6 separate regions of the Mus musculus genome follow, and all the other regions are linked to region 4. Evidence: chromatin contacts called from public HiChIP or PLAC-seq and promoter capture Hi-C data. All regions are on one chromosome and are shown on one strand. The core of a region is the stretch at or near the end of the contact, and the rest is flanking DNA. Distances in the headings are between cores, read along the strand shown. Region 1 holds the start of Aph1a (aph1 homolog A, gamma secretase subunit). Region 2 holds the start of Otud7b (OTU domain containing 7B). Region 3 holds the start of Anp32e (acidic (leucine-rich) nuclear phosphoprotein 32 family, member E). Region 4 holds the start of Ankrd35 (ankyrin repeat domain 35). Region 5 holds the start of Rprd2 (regulation of nuclear pre-mRNA domain containing 2). Region 6 holds the start of Fmo5 (flavin containing monooxygenase 5).

Region 1 (3,565 bases), core at 829-3,328, 780 kb after region 4:
AGCGGATGACCTAACTGAAGCTAAGGTAGCAGAAGTCAAGATTCTGCCTCCGCCCCAGGTAAGGGAAGGTGACTTACTAGGTGGGAACACATACCCCATCCAGCTCACTATTAAATGCTTTCTCCCTGACTCGGGCCCCTGTCTCCAACTCACCAGTCCCGATGTCAGAAGGTGACTCCCAACTACCAGGCCCAAAGCCCAGTACCGTCTCCTCTCACAGGCATCAAAGAACACAACTCCCCAAAAGGTGTGGAGCAGGATAATGGCTGCTGTCAGAAAGGCTGCGGGGAGGGAGACGGGAAGATGTCCATCCCTGATCGCCTGCCAGCCTCCTGAGACGGTGAGCCAGAGGAGCCTCCCAGGGAAGGGCAGTAAGTCAGGGCCAGGGAAGGACAGGGCACAAAGGCAAGGTTAGAAGTGGGCCTTACCTGAAGTCAGGAAGTAATAGGGTGAGTCTCCATGGATCCCAACCACACCTGGCCCAAGTGCATCAGCCAAAATATTGATAACAGAGAAGACACCACTGATGATACCGAAGGACAGACCAGAAACTGGGGGGAGGGGAGGGTCTTGTCAACGACCAGGACCACCACAGCTTCATTAGCAGTACCTACTCCCCAAGCCCAGGGAAAAGTCTACCATACCTACTCTCCCTCCAGACCGCCTCTCCTTGGAAGTCAAGTATGAAGAAAAACACTTTAGCATACGTGGCTGTTTAGATTACCCAGAAAGAGAGGATGGGGTGTCCAACTCCCTCCTCTGGTCCCTCTCCCTTGGCTCACCATAGGCCATCTGTCGGATGGAGATGGGTGATCTTCCGTCCTCACTCAGTGATGCTAAGCCCTCATCTGCCTTCCTGGGAAACAGAAGGAAGGGCAGGGATGTTCCTTCCCCTCCAATACCCTCCCTTTAACGACCCTTACTCCAACCACCATCGCAGGGCTGGCCCACTTCCCGCCATGCACACCACTGTCCCCCCTCCCTTCCAGAGCCCCCCTTGTCCTTACTTAAGGAGCTTGTAGTAAGCAAAACGGAACACTTCCTGTAGAAGGACAGAGACAGCAGCACCAAAAATCAGGAGGCCATACTGGAGCCGTGCATCTGATCGGTCTGTCACATGGACCAAGATGAACCAGACCACAGAAGCCAAGAGCAGGGAGACCAGCCAGAAAAAGGCTCTGAGAAAACACAAGGGCAATGAGAGAGGCAAAGACAGGAGCAGATGGAAAAATCAAGGAGGGAGCCAGCCAAGGATGGAATGTATGAAAAGTGGAAGTTAGACTTCCGGATGGTAAGGGAGACAGGGACCAGATAAGTGTCTCCACCAACAGACTCATTTGTAAGAATCTGAAAGCAGCAGAAAGGGTAGAGATCTGGTTAGAGTCTTCATTAGAGTCAAAGTGTGTGGGCATGAACGGACAGACTAGGTATCCATTCCAAGATCCTTGGCTGGCCGAGGTCAGCACAGCCCCCTCATTAATCTTGGCCTTGGGCCTTCTCTGACGTTGCCGGGAGGACTACAGGAAGAATCTGTGAAATCCCTGGAAGGCGGAAGCCGACTGCGGGAAATTCTCCTAGATCACGATTTGACCCTGTGTCCAACCTTTTCCGACTTCTGCCCCCCAACTCAGGCTCCCAAGCCTGCTCCAGTTCCTCCAGCCCTTTCTGCACCTTTTTCTCTACGTTCGGCCCCGTCTCCACCACTCGACACTCACCCCGCCACCAGGATGATAACCCGAAGTGGGTCTCCAGCTACAGTGATCAGGAAAAGGGAGAAGGCTGGGCCGAACGCGACGAAGGTGCATCCGAAAAACACAGCAGCCCCCATGACTGGGCAGCTGGGGAAGGGAGGGAACCCCGGCCAAGGAAGGCGAAAGGGAGCTGCGCGCCGAGGGGGAGTCCGCGTGGGGCGAGGACGCAACCCCAGGAGGGGCGCGGTGCAATGTCACCCCCGGACCCCGGGGAAGGGGAAGGGGGGGTGCCGAAACCCCGGACGAAGGTCCGCCCGACCTCGTCTACGGAAGCCGAAGAGGGAACAACCCCCGGTCGCTGCCCCATGGCCACCTCCCATCTAATTCCCACCCCCGGAAGGCCAATGAATACTTGGTGGGGCGGAACTGCAGAGGCGGGGTCATGGCGGCATGGCCTTCTGGGAGTTGTAGTCTCTCATCCTCAGAGCCCTCCTCTTGGTGCTGGGAGTGGCTTCAGAAGAGTAGGCTGGAGTCTGGGCCCAATCAGAACAATGATTCCTGGGTTCGCTGGCGCCTTGGCCACGGTTTCCTTTCTTTCGGTAGAGAAGGGTGATAGCCACCCTACCTATTACTAGAGGAGCTTTGTCGGAGGAAGATCCTGTTTGACTCTAGAGACAAATAAAAAAGAGCACAGGATAGAGGTTGTGGGAAGATAGGGACGGACATTGTTCTTAAGTTGAATTAGAGGAAATGACCCAGAGAAGCATCCTGAGGGATCAAAGTTAGGCTTAAAAGTTGGAACTCTTTGGGCAGCCTGGTATAGGAATTACGTCTTAAATGAAGCCTCCACTTGTATTCTGTAATGACAGAATGAGAAAAGCAGGAGGAGCCGGGAGAGAAATATTAGGAAAATGTTTGGAAGGAATCGTGGAGTCACAAAGCAACTAGAGCAATGGGACTGAGAGGAAATTACACCCATCCCCTCCACCCCCGCCCCACGCCGAGCTGCTTGGTTCCTTTGATGTCATACTTCCTTTATTTATAGTCTGGAAAATAAACTTGAGTGGTGTCTTTTCCTCAGGCTGGGGAGAGAGATTTCATATTATCAGGAATCATCATTTGTATGAGGACGGGTTGGTCCTTAGGAGTCTGCAGAACAGAGGAATCCTATGATGGGATCTGAGCATTTTGATCATATATGAGAAAAATCGTTTTTTGAGGGTACATACAAAGCAACAACAAACTACAGAAAAATTTAAAAGATTACCGGGCTTCCTGGAGGTTTTTGCAAAAAGTCACTAGGAGGGGAATCAGTGGAGGTGGGGGGGTGGGGGGGATGGGAGGGTAGGGGGGGTGGAGGGTTGGGGGGGTCTGGCGGTCACTAGACACATTGTTCCCCAAGGTTAGGAGGATGGGAACATCTTGGCCAGTGTTCAGGATTCCATGTGTGTTCAACAGGCTGAGTCTGGGCCACTCTTCTCTGTGAGCTGTTAGCAGCTGTGGGGAACAATCTGTGCATGATGAGCCCACAGCCACTTGCACGGTGTTCAAGGACTCATTTTAGATGCTTAGCAAGTATTTACTAGGTATGTGAGGCTTGTGGAGCTTTTCTTTTGTTCTAATAGCTATTTTTATGTGTGTGGGAGGGGGTTGTGTCATGTATATCTGTGCAACATGTATGTGCTCGGTGCTCTTGGAGGCCAGATGAGCACATCAGAACCCTCGGGACTGCGGCTACAGATGATTGTGATCCACCATGTGGTGCAAGGACATAGCCAGGGCTACCTGTGAGGGAGTGGAGAAGAGCAGGGGCTGGAGAAAGGGAAGGAGCCCAGGGAAAATAGACAAATGCAAGAACAATGGATATAGGGAGT
Region 2 (3,313 bases), core at 228-2,727, 570 kb after region 4:
TTTCCTAAATGTCTTTTTAGATATGCAACATAGAAAAAAATAAAAAATAGAAATTAGCTACTCCTTTGGAGTCTTCTTACCACCACTTCTCCTTATTTTTCTTATCCACCTGACAGGTTTTGAGACACAAAGGGATCCAGCATCCTAAAAGACCTAAGTATATTGTAGGAAAAGCCAAAGACCCACAAATTACCAGCTTCTAAATAAAACACCCTATGTAGTATTCACAAAAAGATAAAGAAAGCCAAAGTCAAAGCGGGTTAGCGATTGGCTTTGCAGTCATGAAAATTCCCTAAGGGGAAAAAAAAATTTGGGGGAGGGGGAATAACCTCTTAGATCAAATCTCACCAGTTCGCTTCTCTCAACTTCCCCATTTTTACATGTGTCTTGTGCCCAGAAAAGACACCTATGTTAGACTGACACTCTATCACCAGAGAAGAGAGACAGACTCTGAGGGCTGGTCCTTGTGAGCCGACAGGCTAAAAATACGCCGGCCCAGTAAACAAATCCCATTCCATCTCAACAGGAGCCACACCGTTAACCTAGTAATTATGAGAAGAGTGCGATCACACAGCCCCCAGCTTACTCATCATCAGCTTCTAAAGTTTCCATCAGCGCACAGAAACTTTTTTTTTCTGAAGTCCATAAGCCTGCCCTAGAATTTCTACACCTACACTCACCACAGTCTCTCTCTCCTCTCTCCTCTCTCCCCTCTCCCTCTCTCTCTCCTCCCTCCCTACCCCCCTTCCTCCATTACTGGACGCACCTCAGTTTGGCTATCGTTAAGAACAAACTTGGCTTTTCTTTTTTACTTTTATAGTGACTTTAAAAGAACTTTATCCTACTTGGGGGGGGGGGGCTGCATCTAGACCACCCTAAAACTCCGCCATCCGTCTCCCAAAGTCTAGCTGACAAGAGGGGACTATCCAAACTGCCCAGCACAGCTGGGGAAGGGACAGGAACCGCCGGCCAGGGCTGAGAGCGCAGGACGCAGGTGAAAGATTGGCGTGAAGGAGGAAGGTGGGGACCAAGCAGAGAGCGGGTGCTCAGGGGGAGATGGCTTCAGGTGAAGTCTCGTCAGAGAGAGTGAGCAGTGGAGCTCGACGACGCAGAGTTGGGGCGCTGGAGAGGCGGGAGGAGCGGGGAGGAGATGGGGAGGGTGTCAGGGCTGGGGTCTCCGTTACCCTCGCGACTCTCGGGGCAAGGCTCTAGGCCGGGGCGGAGCGCGGGGCCCGGCCGCCTCGCCTCATTCCTCGGCAGTGACCCCGGGGTCCAAGCGGCCCCTCCCCCGACGACGATGGAGGCGGAGGCGGACACTGCGACCGCGGCTGTTGCTCTCCACAGGAGATAGAGCTGGAGCCAAGCCGGGACTGACCGGAGCTGGCCTCTTCCCAATGGCTTTCCGCCGGCTCCTCCACACCGGGTCGCCACTCCGACTCCAGCGGCTGGTTCAGGATCGGTGGCTTTCGGCCGTCCGGCCGGAAACAAGCGCCCGTTTCCGGCCGGAGCGGGTTGGCGGTGACACCCTAGCCGCCCCCGGGCCTCCTCCCGCCCGGCGCGGCCGGCCCCGCCCCGTCCCGCCCCGCCCCTCCCCGCAGCAGCCCCGCCCTCGGGACCGCTTTGGGGCTGTGGCCGGTTTGGCGCTTGCCCGGCGCGTGACCCCGCGCGTTTTTGGCTCGCGTCCCCGAGCCCCCGGGCGGAGGCACTTTTGAGCGGGAGCTGGGAGCTCGGCATGGACTGTTAAGACTTTGGGGTCGCATCAGTTGGCGCCAGCCCTAAGGGAAGAAATGGAGACTGGCGGAGTAGCTTTCGAAAGGTGAGAAGGATAAAAATACTTGAGAAGGTTGAAATTCTAGTTACTCCACGCAATCCTGGACCAACCAGACTGAATTGAACATCGCTTCTTACAAACCAGCCCCACCCAGCTATGCATTCCCCTTGTTCCTTCACTCTTGACGTGAACGTACCCTTTGCTATATTCACTTGCATAACAATACTCCCTTAGTAACATCCCTGCCACAGTCAGTTTTTTAGTTAATGTTGTAAAAACACATTGTCAATGTGTTTTTACAACATTACAGCATAACTCAATGCCTTTACTTATTGAAGCCCTACTGTTGTAAAAGCACTGTATTCTGGAAGACTGGAAATAGAAAACGCAACAAGACATAAATCCCAAGCATCAGCAATCTAACAATTTAGTATTAATAGAATTCACTGAAATATTTTATATAAAGCAAAACAAACATATATGTCACGGAGGTTACAATGAGCTGTGCCTAGGAGCACACAAACAAGCCATCTCAGCCTTTCATGTTTGTAAAGGAATATGGACTGCTTCCAGAAGAACTACTTTATTGAAAACACAAAAATGGGCCCAGCTTATGCTATACTCTAACCAAATGAATCCTAAAATTTAACTCAGATCTCTAGAATCCACACATTCAAGGCAGTGTTTATTATCAAAATTATGTTCACTGGGTTTATGTAAAAGCATAATGCAGTTGGCTCTTCATTTTCCTCAGTATTCGCTGAGAATTTTGGTTTCTAATGGGGAAGGATAGAGCACAGAATTATCCAGACTAGGAACTGACACCTGAAACAGGAAACCCACTGGAAAAATACCCTTAAGTTTAGAGTTGAAAGTTTAGGGCTGAACCTAAGGCCACGTATACATGTCTCAGCCAAGCAAAGTAGCTGGTGCCTTTGGAAGATACCACAACTTACAATGCAACTTAGCAAGCCAGAGCTTAGAAGATCCAGGGAGTACCGATTGCAACTACTATTTTGTGACAAATTTGAGAAGAGGGTAGGATTTGGTCTCACTGAATTCCGTAGATCATACTAGCCCCTGCTGGCTAAGTCTGATGTGGGAAGGCAGAACTCTGCAAAACTGAGAGCTGCTTTCACACTCATCGATTAACTATGTTTAACACACTTTCACACACTCCTTAGGACCAGGTATGGAGCTCAAAGGCTCTCTCCACCTTAAGTACAAGGCAGAGGGGTTGGTTTTGTTGTTGTTGTTGTTTTGTTTTTGTTTTTGTTTTTGTTTTTGTTTTTGTTTTGTGGCAATGACCACAAAAAGTGGTCCAGATTAAAAAGTTGAGCCAAGTTGCTGGTCAAAGCCATTTAAGCGATCGCACATTGTAGGCCTGCCTGGAAATTTAGGGATCAGGAAGTGATGGGGTTGCCATTGCTCTGTGCCTGTTTCTTACTCCGACCATCCATCAGGCATTGTTGTTTGTGTAATTGCTCAATGGGCTACTTGTCTTGGCCAGCTCTGTCTGTGTGGGTAGCAGTGTGGTCAGCT
Region 3 (3,267 bases), core at 98-2,597, 740 kb after region 4:
CTTTCAACTTTTGAGTTTTTCTAGAATCTTCTAAGAAGCTCTAGAAAACTTCCATTGCTCCCAGAGATAACCCTCACAGCAACAATGTTTCCACCACCTCTCTCTCGCCTCCAGTCACCAAAACCCGCAAAGGAACCACGAAAATCAGCAGGGCTCAGGGACCGTTGGCTCTGCATGATAACTGTGGAGGCCCGGCAGATGCCCGCCTTTGAGCGGGCGTCAAGGGACCACGGCGGCGCGGACCCCTTGTCCCTCGATTTCACGCCGCGGCCGCGAATCAGCGAGCCTGGTCCCCGCCCGCCGCGGCCAATCTCCAGACCCGCGGACCTGGCGTAAACCGCTAGGGAATCCGACGGCGGGGAGTCGGGGCGACGCCTCCCGGGCCCCCTTCAAGACTCGGGACTCTTCCCTACGACCGCACTGAGCGCAGCGAGGCTCGCACAAGCCTCCAGCTTGCGTAAAAGTCCGCGCGCCACGCGGATCGCGGCCCGCGCCGTCGGGTCCCGGGATTCCGCTGCGGCCCCGGCCGCGGCGCGTGCTGCCCGCGAGCGGGCACGGTCGGAGGGAGCGTGGGGCACAGATCGGCGCGAGTCCCACACCCGGGGCCGCGGCCGGCCGAGTGGCGGCGCCGCGGGAAAGTTACACCAACTTCGCAGGTGGCGAGGACCCGGGGGTCGCGCCCACGCCGCCCGCGCCCGCGATGCCGGGCCACCAGTCTGCGAGGACGCCATGGGGCTGAGCCCCCGCGCGCTCACGAAAATGCCCCTAGAAACTTAAGCCCTTCGCCATTTTAAGCACAAGAGCCTGGTGATTTAAAACTTAAAATAAACACCCCGCCTCCACCCCAAGTGGGGGCGCGCTTCCCAGCCCGCCCTGCGCACCCACCCGGACCCCCGAAGCCCACCCCTCACGATCCAGGGCGGGAGGGGACTATGGGGGCTGAGTCATCTCACCTCCTCCGGGGCTCTGTTCTTCAACTCCATGTTAATCTTCTTCTTCATCTCCATGTCCTCCTCCTTTCCCCTCGCCTGCCCTCCCCACTATCCCCAACCCTAAAAAAACCTCTAAAGGTCTGGAGATGAATGAAAAGAGACGCAAAGACGAACGCCCACTACCACACGGGTGTGGGAGAGAAAGAAAAGAATAGCAAATGGAGTCCGACGACTTGGGACTAACTCGGCTGCCCCCACCTCCGAGTCCACACACCCGCGCGCGCACACTCGGGCACGCACACACTTTCACACAGAGAGAGTGAGGGAGAGAGACACGCGCGCGCCCGCAGTTCCTTCCCCTTCAATGGCTGCTGCGAGACTGAGCCTCCATGACACGGCACCGCCAACCCCCCCTAGCCTACACTCCACCCACCTCCCAACGGGATTGGTCGAGTCCTTAGCGTCACACGACTCCATTGGGCTAGAGGGTTGTCCATTTGTCTTTAGGGGGGACCTGGACCAGAAACTCAGTGTCTATTGGCTCTGACTAGGCGCGCAGTTAATTCCGATAGGTTCGGGAGGATGTACGTCCCGGAGAAATGATTTTGAATCCCAGTCGCCCCCCTCCTTTTCTTTGTGTGATTGGCGCGCTTTCCCCTTGGTAGTAGGACGGTTTGGGTGTCTGTTGGGTTTGTTTTTGTTTGTTTGGGGTTTTTCTGGCTTCAGGGTTAAAAGGAAGGGAAAAGGCGTCGTTGGCATCCCCAAGTTGTAAGTGGGTCATGCAACACACTGCACCCAGAGCTTTCGGTGGTCTTAAAGCACAAGCCTTCTGCTCTGCGGCTAAAGTGTAAGCAGGGGCGCGAGCGCGAACAGCGTGTTGGTGACACCTCCCCGTCCCGAACTGCTTGTAGAACCAGAGCGTGATAAAGAAGGTATTTTAACTTCCAACATAAAGGGGGGAACGGCTCTGAAAGCAGAGTTGAGTTTAGCACGTTGAGTCAGAAGCCTTTAAATAAAACTGTCCAGGAGGAGTTGATACTGAGGTCATTTGTCACTGCTAAAAAGTTGGAATATTAGAGCCAGCCGCGGTGGCACACGCCTTTAATCCCAGCACTGGAAGGCAGAGTCAGGCAGATCTCTGAATTCGAGGCCAACCTGGTCTACAGAGCGAGTTCCAGGATTACACAGAAAGGGGGGTGGGGTGGGGAGAGACTGTTTCCAAAAGACAGAAAAACAAACAAACAAAATTGACACCTTAGAGGAAAAATAACACAGGCCTAAAGAAACACAATTATCAGAAACTGTCCAGCAAGGCCTCTCCTTTCCTACAGGAATCTACTTAAAATGTTCTTTTAAGTGTGAGGGGATGGAGAGGCAATGACCTCTAGCAGAGGTTCCACCCTGGTTCGATTTCTAGCACCCATATAGTGGCTCATAATCACCCATAACTACAATGCCAGGAAATTCAGAGGCATCCTCCGGACTCCACAGGCCACAGGCACAGATGCATTGTGTGTGCGTACGTGCAGGCAAAACACACGGATATGCAAAAACAAAATAAGTAAATTAAAAACAAAACCAAAACTTTTTTTTTCTGTTTAATGTTCCTGAAAGATCCAACATTCCTTTAATCATAGCCCTCAGAAGGGAGAGAGGGGCAGATCCACAGTCATCTACTAAGTAAATCCAAGGCCAGCCTCTGTCACAAAATAACAATAACAACAGAAACTATGTAATTATTTCTTTTAGATTCCTTTTTCTCTGCTTCTTAGTTGCCATGTGTTGCAATTCCTTCTGTGATAAACTATACCAAGATCTGTGAACTAAAACAAATCCTTTCTCCCTTCAAAATATTATTTTTATCTTTTTTTTGGTGGGAGATGAAAAGTACAAAACAGGGTATCTTCATGTAGCCCTGGCTGTCCTAGAACTCAGTCTGTAGACCAGGCTGGCCTCGAACTCAGATCCCTTTGCCTCCTGAGTGCTGAGATCAAAGGCTTGTGCCACAGGGCTAGAGAGGTGGTATAGTGGTTGAGTTATGCTGCGCGTACTTGTTCATTCAGAAGACGCCAGCGGTGCTTCACAACCATCCTTAACTTCAGTTCCAGGGGGTTCAGCATCTCCGAACCTCCAGGACGAAGCATGCATGTGGGCCACAGCCACACATGCGCAGAAAACACTCAAAATAATATTAAAAGGAGGGAAGGGATACACCACTACCACCGAGTTTGGTTTTGGGGCTTGTTTGTTTTGTTTTGTTTTGTTTGAAGTGGTTGGGTAATTTGAGACTGAGTTTCTTCTGTGTAGCTCTGAGTGTCCTGGAACTCATTCATGT
Region 4 (3,305 bases), core at 782-3,281:
ATCTCTGAGAGTGGGGCCAGCCTGGTCTACAAAGGGAGTTCCAGGACAGCCAGGGCTACACAGAGAAACCCTGTGTGGAAGGAACAAACAAACACAAAAACAAAACAAAACAAAACAAACAACAACAAAGAATGAAATAGTCCCCCTCCTAAAGAGAAACAGACTCCATAAATCTGAAAGGGAGAACAATTCTGGGAACTTTCCATAATTAGGGGAAAGTGACCATGGATTAGAAAATCACTGAGAGCTAAGCCAGTGTGTTAAGAACCCAGGTAGCCGCAGTTTCTGTTATCTGTAAGAGTAAAGGCCCTTACTGTTTGGTCAGTGTGTAGAAACTCCATGCAGAAGCAAATGTAAATGGGACAGAGACAGGCCTAGACAGTTCTTACTCTTGCTTCACAGGTTTCTGCCAGGTTTCTGTGGCCTGCCAGGCACAGTGAGATAACCAAACATTTCTCACATCTGCTTATGAATGAATGACGCGTCAACTAAGCAATATTAGTACCAAGGGACTCATACCCCCAACCTCCTCAGAAGACGCCATTCCCTCCACAGAGGGCCACTCCGGAAGAACTCTTTAGAGAAGGACAACTGTATCCTCCCTGAACCACCATCTTCCAAAATCTTTGTTTTGCTCTAGAGGGGAGAGAACGGAGAAGAGAGTAACCCTTGTCAGGAACTCTCTCATTGTGATCCACTCTGTCTTCTCCTTCACCATCTCATTCCCCTAACTCAATCAAAGAAAATGAACACAAATGCTAAACAAGACAAAGGAATAATTGGGGGTGGGGTGGGATGGGGGGAGAACCAGACAGAACTTGATTGGTCCCAAGAACCAGTCTGAAGACTAGACAGTACAGAGAACTGGCCAGGGTAAATTCTGCAGGCAACTCACCCAGGCTCTTGGGGATCAGCCAGGAGACTTGTCTGTCCTCTGACAGCGTTTGTCTGGCTAGCTAGGTTGCAAGGTTAAGCCACTGTAAGCAGGCAGGAGGTCCAGGCAAAAGGTAGAGGAAGTAATATTGAGGAAAAGGTCACTGGAAATTAAGAAAACAGAGGCCCCATGTTGGACAGACGCTTGGAAAGAGATTTGGATTGGTGCTTGAGAGAGTGGAAGAGGCAGTGTCATGGAGTGGAAGAGGCAAGTTTGGTAAAGGAGGCTGTGAAGAAGGGTTGGAAGAAGGCACTGGGGTGAGAATACTTTGGGGGCAGAAAATACTGTTAGGGGCAGAAAGCAAAGAGTAAAAATGGAGCTATGTGAGAGAGAACGTTGTGAGAAGGCAAGGATGGAAGTGAAGCTATAGGGCAGGAATTAGGGATAGAAGTAGGAACGGATTTAAAGGCTGGGGTGGGGGCGGGCAGATGTCTGGAGGTGGGTTGGTACTGGGAGCCGCAGCTGAAGTAGAGACCAGGGTCATTGGAAGAGAACAGAACTTTAGAAAGCATACCAGAAGCTGGAAGCCAAATATGTTGGGAAAAGGAGCCAAGGGGAAGCACCTTGGGAAGGAAAAGATTAAGGGACAGGGTTTTAATAACACCCATAAGTTCAGTTACCAGGGCTGGCGACCGCATTATCAGAACTGCTAACATCGCAGGAAAGACTGATGCAGGCAGGGTTAATGCGATCATCCATGGAGATGGGACTCAGGACTTCTGTCAACACAGGGCTTGAATCCCAGCCACAGCCCTTCTCCCACACATTTGGCACCTACCGCCACTTGTGAACTGGAGCAGGAGAAGATGCGCTTCATGGCCGGGGCTAGGGCCACGGGGGGACGGGGACGCGCAGAGAGCCGGGCCACAAGTTCCTAACCCAACTCGGCTACGGCTGTGCCGAAAGACAGCTGTCAAAAAGCAGACTGGGTCCCGCCCCAAGCCCCGCCCCAGATCCCACCCCGCTCAATCGTAGACGTTCAACTGAAGGCTGGGCTTAAAACCCCGCCTCTGGCCCTGCCTAACCCCGTCCCTGCAGAGGCAAAAAGCCCGCAGTCTTTTGCGGCCACCCTGGCTGGCTCTCAAGTTCCGCCCTTCAGCCGAAGCCCGCCCCCTGTAGTTACCTACCGAATCCAAGAGGGATGCTCGCAGCCTCCGCACCAGCGACTTCCAGGCCCTAAGTCCCCCGTCTTTCTGCTTGGAGCTCCACCCCCAGTTCCGCCCCCGCCCCCTCTCAAGGACCTCCACAAGCTTCGATGTCACCAACCTCTTTTACCAGTTAATGACTCTTAGTCATAGCCATGACCTGTGTGTGCTTCATCCCCTCCCTCCCAACGCCCCAAGATCTTCTATAGAGTTTGGAAACGTGATGCACTAAGCAGACTTGATCACCAATGGGTGATTTGTGACCCACTGCAACCAGAGGTTGGACAAAACTCAAAGGATCAAGCCGATCACTAACGCAGATCTTAGAAAGCAGCAAGGGGAGAGTTTTTACTGTCTGCTTCCCCACTCCAAGAAACAAACAAACAAACAAAAAGTCCGACCTTCCTTATCCTTTAGACTCACTTCTTAGTAATTCTTGTTTGACAAGTATTAGTTGCAGCCAACTGGTCTGGCCTTCCCATCTCTCCTTTCTCCTCCCTGTAAACCAAGCAAGCCCACCCAAATACTCATGGAACCCTATGGAATAAAGCCCAAAATTCTTTTTAGAAGTGTTTTACATTAATTCATTTACTGAGGCATGAGTATGCGCTAAGGGTGGGCACCCTTGTGGAGGTCAGAAGACAACCGGCGTTGGCTTTCTCCATTCACCTTGTGAATCCGGTGCTTGAACTAAAGTAGTGAGGCTTAGCAGCAGACCCCACCCCCACCCCCGCCCCCCCAAGATGCTATAGGCCCAAAGTTCTTTTCTTTTTTCTTTCTTTCTTTTTTTTTTTTTTTTGTTTGGTCGAGACAGGGTTTCTCTGTGTAGCCGTGGCTGTCCTGGAACTCACTTTGTAGACCAGGCTGGCCTCGAACTCAGAAACCTGCCTGCCTCTGCCTCCCAAGTGCTATTATTACAGGCATGTGCCACCACCGCCCGGCTTAGGCCCAAAGTTCTTAACATGGTTTTCAAGGTTCTTCTGAAACAGAAGCCTGAAGAAGGTGTGGTGACGCATCCGCCTTTAATCTCAGCACTCCGGAATCAGAGGCAGGTAGATTTCTGTAAATTGAGGCCAGTCTTGTGTGGTGGGTCTACATAGCAAGTTCCAGGACAGCCAGAGGTACATAACAGAGAGATCCTGTCTCAAAAACCAAAACCAGAAGCCTGCCTTCACTCTCAGTATTTTCTGGCAAACTTCCAAGTTTAAACTGTTGTAGCAGACCAT
Region 5 (3,372 bases), core at 306-2,805, 850 kb after region 4:
TCAATAGGAATACATGAACGTCCAATCTTCTCAAAAGATTCACACAGGCAGATGAGAATGTAATGGTTAATTTTTTAAAAAGATTTTCTTTATTATTATATCTAAGTACACTGTAGCTGTCTTCAGACACACCAGAGAGGGCGTCAGATCTTATTAAGGATGATTGTGAGCCACCATGTGGTTGCTGGGATTTTAACTCAGGACCTTTGGAAGAGCAGTCAGTGCTCCTACGTGCTGAGCCATCTCTCCAGCCCATAATGGTTAATTTGAGGCTGTGCTAATAAACACAATACTCAAGACTCTTGTAAACTGTAACGCACAGGGCAGTGGTGGTGCACGTCTTTAATCCCAGCACTTGGGAGGCAGAGGCAGGTGGATTTCTGAGTTCGAGGCCAGCCTGGTCTACAGAGTGAGTTCCAGGACGGCCAGGGCTACACAGAAAAACCTTGTCTCGAAAAAACAAAAACAAACCTATAACGCATTACGAAATTGTGATGTTACTACCTAGCAAAGAAGCCACACCTTGTCAATTACTCTTTCCTCGCTTCGAAGACTTTTCAGAGAAATTTTCGTTTAACTTTTATTCCCTCTTTCTAGAATGCAGTCGGTCGGCTGGCTGTGAACGGTGTCATCGCAGTCGGGCGTGTAGCATAGGTTAGTCAAGGAGTGCCTAGAGAACAGCTAACAGGGCCTGACGCATGCGCGTCTTCCCCCACTCCGCAAGACGTGCCAGCCATTTTGTCGCGTGTAGGTCCCCGATGGCGGGGTGGCAGGGAACGCAGCTGCAGCTGTCAAAAACAGTAGCCACAGAACGGTGGGCATTTCCCATCCTAGTGTGAATTAAAGGCTCCCAGGGAGCAACCCCGCCATGAAGCCAAAAGCAGGGCCGAGCACTGAACTGGGGTCTAGTAACGTCCTAGGCTCCGGAGCGCCTCAATCCTGCCTCCCCAGGTTTTCCTCCCAACCCGCTAGGCGCAGACCTAACGCGCAGGCGCACAGAGAGACGCAGCGCCTCCTCCGCCTTCAGGTCCCGACGCGCTTCTCCGACCCCCTTCCCTGATTGGTCGAATCGCAGCGCCATCACGCCCCCTCGGCCCCCGTGCTCAAGATTGAGGAGGAAGCGGAGGGGCGGGGCTTCCGTGCGCGTGCGCATTTCTTCTGCTGGTCTATTGCTGCTATTGCGTTGCAAAAAAAAAAAAAAAAAAGAAAAAAGAAAAAAAAAAAAAAGAAAAGAAAAAAAAAAAAAGAAAGAAAATTTTCTGCCTAGGTAGCTTTGGGCCTTTCCTGTGGTAGAAAATCTAAAGGCAAAGCTCTCTGCAGCCGAAGGGACGGCGGAGTAGCGTTTCGTCTTCGGTACCAAGGCCGCCCTGGGCTCACCGGAATTTGGCCAACGGGATGAGGGAAGGGCCTTAAGAGTTGAGGAGCGTAGAGGCTAAAAGCCTTAGTTGTCGGCGCCGTCGCAGGTTCTGTCTCCTCCGTAGTCGTCTCCCGACTCCCGGTTTAAACACCACCCCCGAGCCATACTGACAGTCCTCCGCGGCCGCGGCCCCTCCTCGCAGCGTGTGGGAGCCGCCAGCGCGCCCAGCAGCTAGCCCTCCTGCCGCCAGAGGAGCCTAGCGCGTGCAGCGTCCCCACCCCCTGGCCGCCCTCCCCTCCTGCTGCTTTCACGCACTCGCACTGATTGTTTTGCCCGCTCCCGCCGCCGCCGCCGCCGCCGCCGCCAGAGGACCAGAGGCGCTTGTGCAAACCGGGGAAGATGGCGGCCGGCGGCGGCGGAGGCAGCAGTAAGGCCTCCTCCTCGTCGGCCTCGTCCGCAGGGGCCCTGGAGTCTTCGTTGGATCGAAAATTCCAGTCGGTGACCAACACCATGGAATCCATTCAAGGCTTGTCGTCCTGGTGTATAGAAAACAAGAAACACCACAGTACAATCGTCTACCATTGGATGAAGTGGCTCCGGAGATGTGAGTGTGGGGGCGACTAGGAAGGGGGAGGCTGGAGAGATGGAGAAAATGCGGCCCCCAAAACACTCTGGGGTTTGCCCACCGAGCTGCTGCATTCAGTTGGGGTTCACATTAAAGATCGGGCGCGAGTGTTCCCTAGCCCAGACTCCATCCTAGGCACGGTTGCCCTGCTCTGCAGGGGGCTCATTGCTTGGAATTTTTCAGCCTCACATTTGGCGTGACCTTGGGCCGTTGGGCCTAGACCCGTAGAGATTTTCGCGTTTCCTTCCGAGCCCTGGAAGGTGTGTTGTTGATTATCCTGAACCTTCACGGAAATGGTCGCGTCCGTTTATTTCTTACAGGCCTTGACGTGTTAATGATCTCTGGGTTTCCTGTTGGCTAGTCAAGCCATGGTTTAAGCTGTCCACTTCCCTGAAATATGTTAGACCAGGCAGTGTTTTCCGCCGACGTGAAACTTGGGATATGTCTAGAAAGGGGCCTTCTCTTGATGACTGTGGGTGAAACTTGGCGTGTGTTTTAAGGAGGCTTTCCCTGGATGAATGTGAAGCAATAGGAACTCTACAGAGCTGTGAGGCGACCACCTGTTTTCCTTTTACCTGTGTTTGCAACACTAAAATACAGACCACGGGATACTGACGAGACACAACTGCGAGACTGTAATCATCATTGGTACCGAAGTATAAAATATATCCGGCCACTTTTTAATCTCCTGAAGCACACTTTACAGAATTGAGTTTGTTTGCATAGGCAATCAAAATGGGAAATGTGAATTTTAAAATATATTTATCTGTTTTAGATATAACCCCCATCTCAAGTATACTTTTTTTTTTCAACCTGTGTGGTTCTCCCCACAACACTGCTTTAATACAGAAAAGAGGTCTTCTAAAATATGAATTGTTAAACTGGGCGTGGTGGCCCATGTCGTTTCAGAGGCTGAGGCAGGAGGATTGCTGAAAGTTTGAGGCCAGCTTGTTCTACCCAGTAAATTTTAAGCAATTATAACCCCAACTCCATACATATTTATTCAAGTTGTTTGCTTCCTATCTATATAGCCTCTTGCCAGTGGTACTCAGTTAACAGTTTTCTTATTCCATGTCTGTCTTCGCTTCTATAATATTTTTTGAGTTTACTTGTTAGTGAACAAGTGGATAAAACTTCAAAATTATAGGCCCCAAATTTAAAATCTTTTGTATTTAAGACAGTTGTTCTGTGGTTCTTTGAAATATACTGTTGAGAAGGATATTCGAGAGAAAGGACAGGATTAGCTAGTCTTTTTTATTATTATTATTATTATCATTTTGGTCTTTTGAGACAGGGTTTCTCTGTATAGCCCTGGCTGTCCTGGAACTCACTCTGTAGACCAGGCTGGCCTCGAACTCAGAAATCCACCTGCCTCTGCCTCCCGAGTGCT
Region 6 (3,535 bases), core at 244-2,743, 960 kb before region 4:
AAGTGAGAAGAAAATTTGTGTGTGTGTGTGTGTGTGTGTGTGTGTGTGTACATGGTCTCTCTCCCTCTCTTCTTGTCTCTGTCTCCCTGTCCCTGTCCTGTCTCTCTCCTCCTCCCGCCCCGATTTCTGTGTGTGTCTGCAGTACACGTAGAGGCTAAAGGTCAATGTTGGGTGTTCCCCTTAAACTGCTCCCCACCATATGTATTTGAGATAGGACATTTTAGTGAACTTGGAGCTAGAAGACTGGTTTGCAGGGTAGCCGGAAAGTCTCAGGACTGCTCTGCAACTGTCCCCACAGTTGGGATTACAAAGCCATGTTGCTTCACTAGGATTCTCCCTTCCCTTCCCTTCCCTTTCTTCCTTTCCTCCCTCCATCTCTCCCTCCCTCCCTTTCTCCTTGTGAGTGCTAAGGAGGGAACTCAGAGCTTCCTGCTCCTGCAGCAAATACTTAGTATTTTCTAGAAAAGCCATCTCCCCAGCCCCAGGATTTTAAAAGAAGATGTATCTATTTTTATTTTCTATGTGTAAGTGTTTTGCCTGCATGCATGTTTATGTGCTATGTTCACACCTGGTGTCTGAAGTTAGAAGCGGGTGTTGGGCCCCCTGGAGCTGGGCTCACAGTGCTGGTGAGCCATCCTGTGGGTGCTGGAAACTGAACTCAGGTCCTCTGAAAGAGTAAGTGGTCTACCTGCCGCGTCATCTCTCCAGCTCCACTCCAGGAATTGCTTATAATAGAAAAGAAGATTGAAGGCATGGCAAACAGACACTTGGTTCAATCTATATTTCAGGAGCCAGGGACATACAGGGAACTCCTAATGTTTGCTATTCCACTTCACGGATTGTTTCCCGTTTTTTTTGTTTTTTTTTTTTGTTTTTTTGTTTTTTTTTTGAATAGCAGCGAAACACACAAGCAAACAAAACCCCTGGTCTGGTTTTCGTGGCAACAGAAACGGGAAATAAGTGACATTTGCATTTCACTTTGCAGGCAGCCTACAGAGAGGAGCCTTAAATCTGACCACTGCCAAGGTGGAATTCGCAGCCCATTTGGTAGTAGGTAGGGTGTTGCAAGTCCTTCAAGTCTTAGGGGCTCAGAAGATTTACCTGGAATCTCCACAGTCCTCCGATGTCACCAGACCTTTCAAAGCAGACAGGTTCCAAGCCCTCTTCCAGGCAGCACTTGATGCAGGTGAGCCCGCTAGCTCCTGCTCCAATTACAGCAATCCTTTTTTTGGCCATGGTCACCAGAGTGCTTCTCTGGTTGGGTCTGCGTCACTTGTCCTAAAGAAAGAAAGACATGAGAGAGTGAACACACATCAGGCCACAGAAAAGATCTGGGCCCAGACACACAAACAAATGTAACAAGAGGTGTGTGGGGACCGTGGCGCGGGGAGGTACCAGCTCAGGGCGCTGCTACACTAGTTCGGAGCTAAGCAGGGCTGTAACTCAGGGCAGAGCAGCCGCGCCTCATATAAACACAGCAGAGGCCAATAGGGAGGGGCTGTACCGTCCCACCTCCTATCCCGCCCACCCAAGGGCGTGCACCCTTCTTCCGTAAACGCAAAGGAAACAGCTCAAAAATGCTTGGGGAAGAAAACAATGATATTATATATGTTTTAATCTACGGCTTCTCAGCAGCACCCGCATAGGGAGAGCGACCCTCCAGGCTCCATCCCTTCCCACTTTTCTTTCAGTGTTTGTTCACTTTCAACTTCCTGTTTTTGTTTCAAATTGATAAGGGCCGGCTAAACTCAGCCCTTCAGAAGCAACCCTGGCTCCGCATTAAGAAGAAAGTTCACTTCCCAGAGTCCCTTCAAGCAGGTGCTCTGTCCTGGCTCCTCTCCGCTCTTCAGAGACCAGATCTTTGAGCCCACTACCTCAGTAGGAATTTGATATTGCAGTGTGCTCAGCTGACGGGGTGGGGGTGGGGGTGGGAGGTGGGGAGAGAGGGTTGGGGGGCAGTTAAATGTAACTTAAAATTTTTCAAATGTAAAATCGGGTAAAACTGTCAGATAGCTATAGCATTCATGCACCACAGCAGTATGTAAATGTACATTTGCAGAAGGCATGAATTGTGTCTGAAGCCTTATCGGCCTTGCATAACACTACTCCGGTGTACTGACTTTGCTCAACACGGTTTGGTTGCGACCAACGCAGATCCTTGGCTCTGAAGGTTCAGGGTTCAGTATCTCCCTTCCAGCCTAATGGTCAACATGAGGGTTTACTGTATATAGTTCAAATGACATAAAGGAAATCAATTATGTAACCCTCTGAGCCAACCCAGGAAGCAAGCATGACTATGATCACCTCCAGCGTGCAGTTGGAAAACTCGGAGCAAGGCAGGGAGGCCAGCCATGCAACCCCAGCAGGCTGGCTCCAGCAAGGGCTCCCCATCACACACAACTCTCTCCTGAGGGATTTTGCAACAAGCCCTTCTCCCATTCCCTCACTTCTCTGTTGTTCTTTTTTTCTTAACACCAGCTGTTACCTGTTAGTTGAACTGCTTTTTAACTAAGCAGTTGTTTATTAAATAACTGCTTAAAATAATTCATTGACTTGGAGAATCCTTTGCTGTCTCAGAAAGACTCCTGCCAAGTACGGTGTCTACATGAATGGAAACACAGCAAACAGGAAGAGTGGGAACCTATGACACTCTACCACATCGTGGGTGCATGGAGCCTCCAAGTCCATATGGGATTGAACTGCCTATAATCAGTTTGGGTCTGCCCTGCACTGAATTCTCTCTGGAGATGCTCTCACAGACATTCCCAAAGTTGTGCCCACCAATCTCCTAGGTGATTCTACAGTCTGCCAAGCTGACAATGAAGATTAACCTTAGTAACTGTGTCCACAATGTCTATAACTGTCACAGTAAGAGCATTATCACATTGTAATCTTAAAGAAGACTGATTTTTATCTTAGGAGTATGAGTCTTTTGCCTGTATGTGTGTCTTAACAGCATGCACCTTCAGAGGCCAGGAGACTATGCCTGATCTCCTGGAGCTGGAGTTCAGATGGTTCTCTTTGTATTTCTATTTGTATAGTTGCCGTTGGGTTACCAGCAACCTGAACCCAGGTCTTCTGCAGGAGCAGCCAGTGTTCTTGACGTCTGAGTCATCTCTCTGGATCCTATTATGTTTTCTTATTTCCTAATTTTATTTTGCTAAGTCTGCATTTTGCTTACGTACATTCAATAACTATCTCTCTTAGGAGGCCACGTCTTGTAATTTGACCAACTTGAGTCTTGGCTGAAGGATAGCAGTGGAAGCCAGCTGCCCCACGTGTAAACTGATTGTGATATGACCCGGACTTACCATTGGGAAACTTATTTGCTACAATCGTAAAGTTTGTAACAGTCGTGAGTAATTCAGGGGTCATACACACAGCACAATACCTATTGCATGTCTGCCATGTTGTAGGTACCTAGTTCCACAGAGAAGGAGGAGGGAAAGGACACAGGAAGATACATCATGGACACTGAAAAAGCAAGAAAGTAATCTTTCAACTAATCCAAAATAAGATAGCCACACAAACATAA

What was found. Promoter capture Hi-C pulls out the DNA fragments that hold promoters and counts their contacts. HiChIP or PLAC-seq counts read pairs in DNA pulled down with a chosen protein or histone mark.
Region 1: a contact with region 4 is called in a promoter capture Hi-C map of pre-B cells, with 6 times the contacts expected there. The contact joins the promoter of Aph1a here to the promoter of Ankrd35 in region 4. A contact is called at or near these places in 2 of 39 promoter capture datasets (liver and pre-B cells), 1 of 484 Hi-C or Micro-C datasets (pre-B cells) and 1 of 115 datasets of contacts at active chromatin or transcription factors (pancreatic cancer cells).
Region 2: a FOXA1 HiChIP or PLAC-seq map of pancreatic cancer cells shows a contact between it and region 4. The contact joins the promoter of Otud7b here to the promoter of Ankrd35 in region 4. A contact is called at or near these places in 1 of 39 promoter capture datasets (liver) and 1 of 115 datasets of contacts at active chromatin or transcription factors (pancreatic cancer cells).
Region 3: a promoter capture Hi-C map of liver shows a contact between it and region 4, with 2.9 times the contacts expected there. The contact joins the promoter of Anp32e here to the promoter of Ankrd35 in region 4. A contact is called at or near these places in 2 of 39 promoter capture datasets (both in liver) and 1 of 484 Hi-C or Micro-C datasets (embryonic stem cells).
Region 5: a contact with region 4 is called in a promoter capture Hi-C map of liver, with 2.6 times the contacts expected there. The contact joins the promoter of Rprd2 here to the promoter of Ankrd35 in region 4. A contact is called at or near these places in 3 of 39 promoter capture datasets (liver and pre-B cells).
Region 6: a contact with region 4 is called in an HNF4G HiChIP or PLAC-seq map of pancreatic cancer cells. The contact joins the promoter of Fmo5 here to the promoter of Ankrd35 in region 4. A contact is called at or near these places in 1 of 39 promoter capture datasets (hippocampal neurons) and 2 of 115 datasets of contacts at active chromatin or transcription factors (microglia and pancreatic cancer cells).

The regions. Positions count from the first base shown.
Region 1 is chr3:95,892,434-95,895,998 of GRCm38.p6, reverse strand. It overlaps Aph1a (aph1 homolog A, gamma secretase subunit), which reads right to left and starts at 2,078. Exons shown (of 6, transcript NM_146104.3): 1 at 1,716-2,078; 2 at 1,008-1,178; 3 at 783-856; 4 at 429-551; 5 at 154-281. The coding sequence starts at 1,828.
Region 2 is chr3:96,102,691-96,106,003 of GRCm38.p6, reverse strand. Otud7b (OTU domain containing 7B) reads right to left here and starts at 1,477. Exons shown (of 12, transcript NM_001025614.1): 1 at 1,185-1,477. It overlaps Gm30044 (a long non-coding RNA gene), which reads left to right and starts at 1,648. Exons shown (of 2, transcript XR_375856.2): 1 at 1,648-1,816.
Region 3 is chr3:95,927,337-95,930,603 of GRCm38.p6, reverse strand. Anp32e (acidic (leucine-rich) nuclear phosphoprotein 32 family, member E) reads right to left here and starts at 1,347. Exons shown (of 7, transcript NM_023210.4): 1 at 954-1,347. The coding sequence starts at 1,007. It overlaps Gm46815 (a long non-coding RNA gene), which reads left to right and starts at 1,579. Exons shown (of 3, transcript XR_001783926.1): 1 at 1,579-1,864.
Region 4 is chr3:96,668,857-96,672,161 of GRCm38.p6, reverse strand. Ankrd35 (ankyrin repeat domain 35) reads right to left here and starts at 2,031. Exons shown (of 14, transcript NM_001356538.1): 1 at 1,713-2,031. The coding sequence starts at 1,751.
Region 5 is chr3:95,817,136-95,820,507 of GRCm38.p6, reverse strand. It overlaps Rprd2 (regulation of nuclear pre-mRNA domain containing 2), which reads left to right and starts at 1,555. Exons shown (of 11, transcript NM_001368178.1): 1 at 1,555-1,961. The coding sequence starts at 1,757. Gm29948 (a long non-coding RNA gene) reads right to left here and starts at 1,628. Exons shown (of 2, transcript XR_375854.4): 1 at 1,378-1,628; 2 at 1-788.
Region 6 is chr3:97,626,762-97,630,296 of GRCm38.p6, reverse strand. It overlaps Fmo5 (flavin containing monooxygenase 5), which reads right to left and starts at 1,493. Exons shown (of 9, transcript NM_001161763.1): 1 at 1,396-1,493; 2 at 1,102-1,278. The coding sequence starts at 1,236.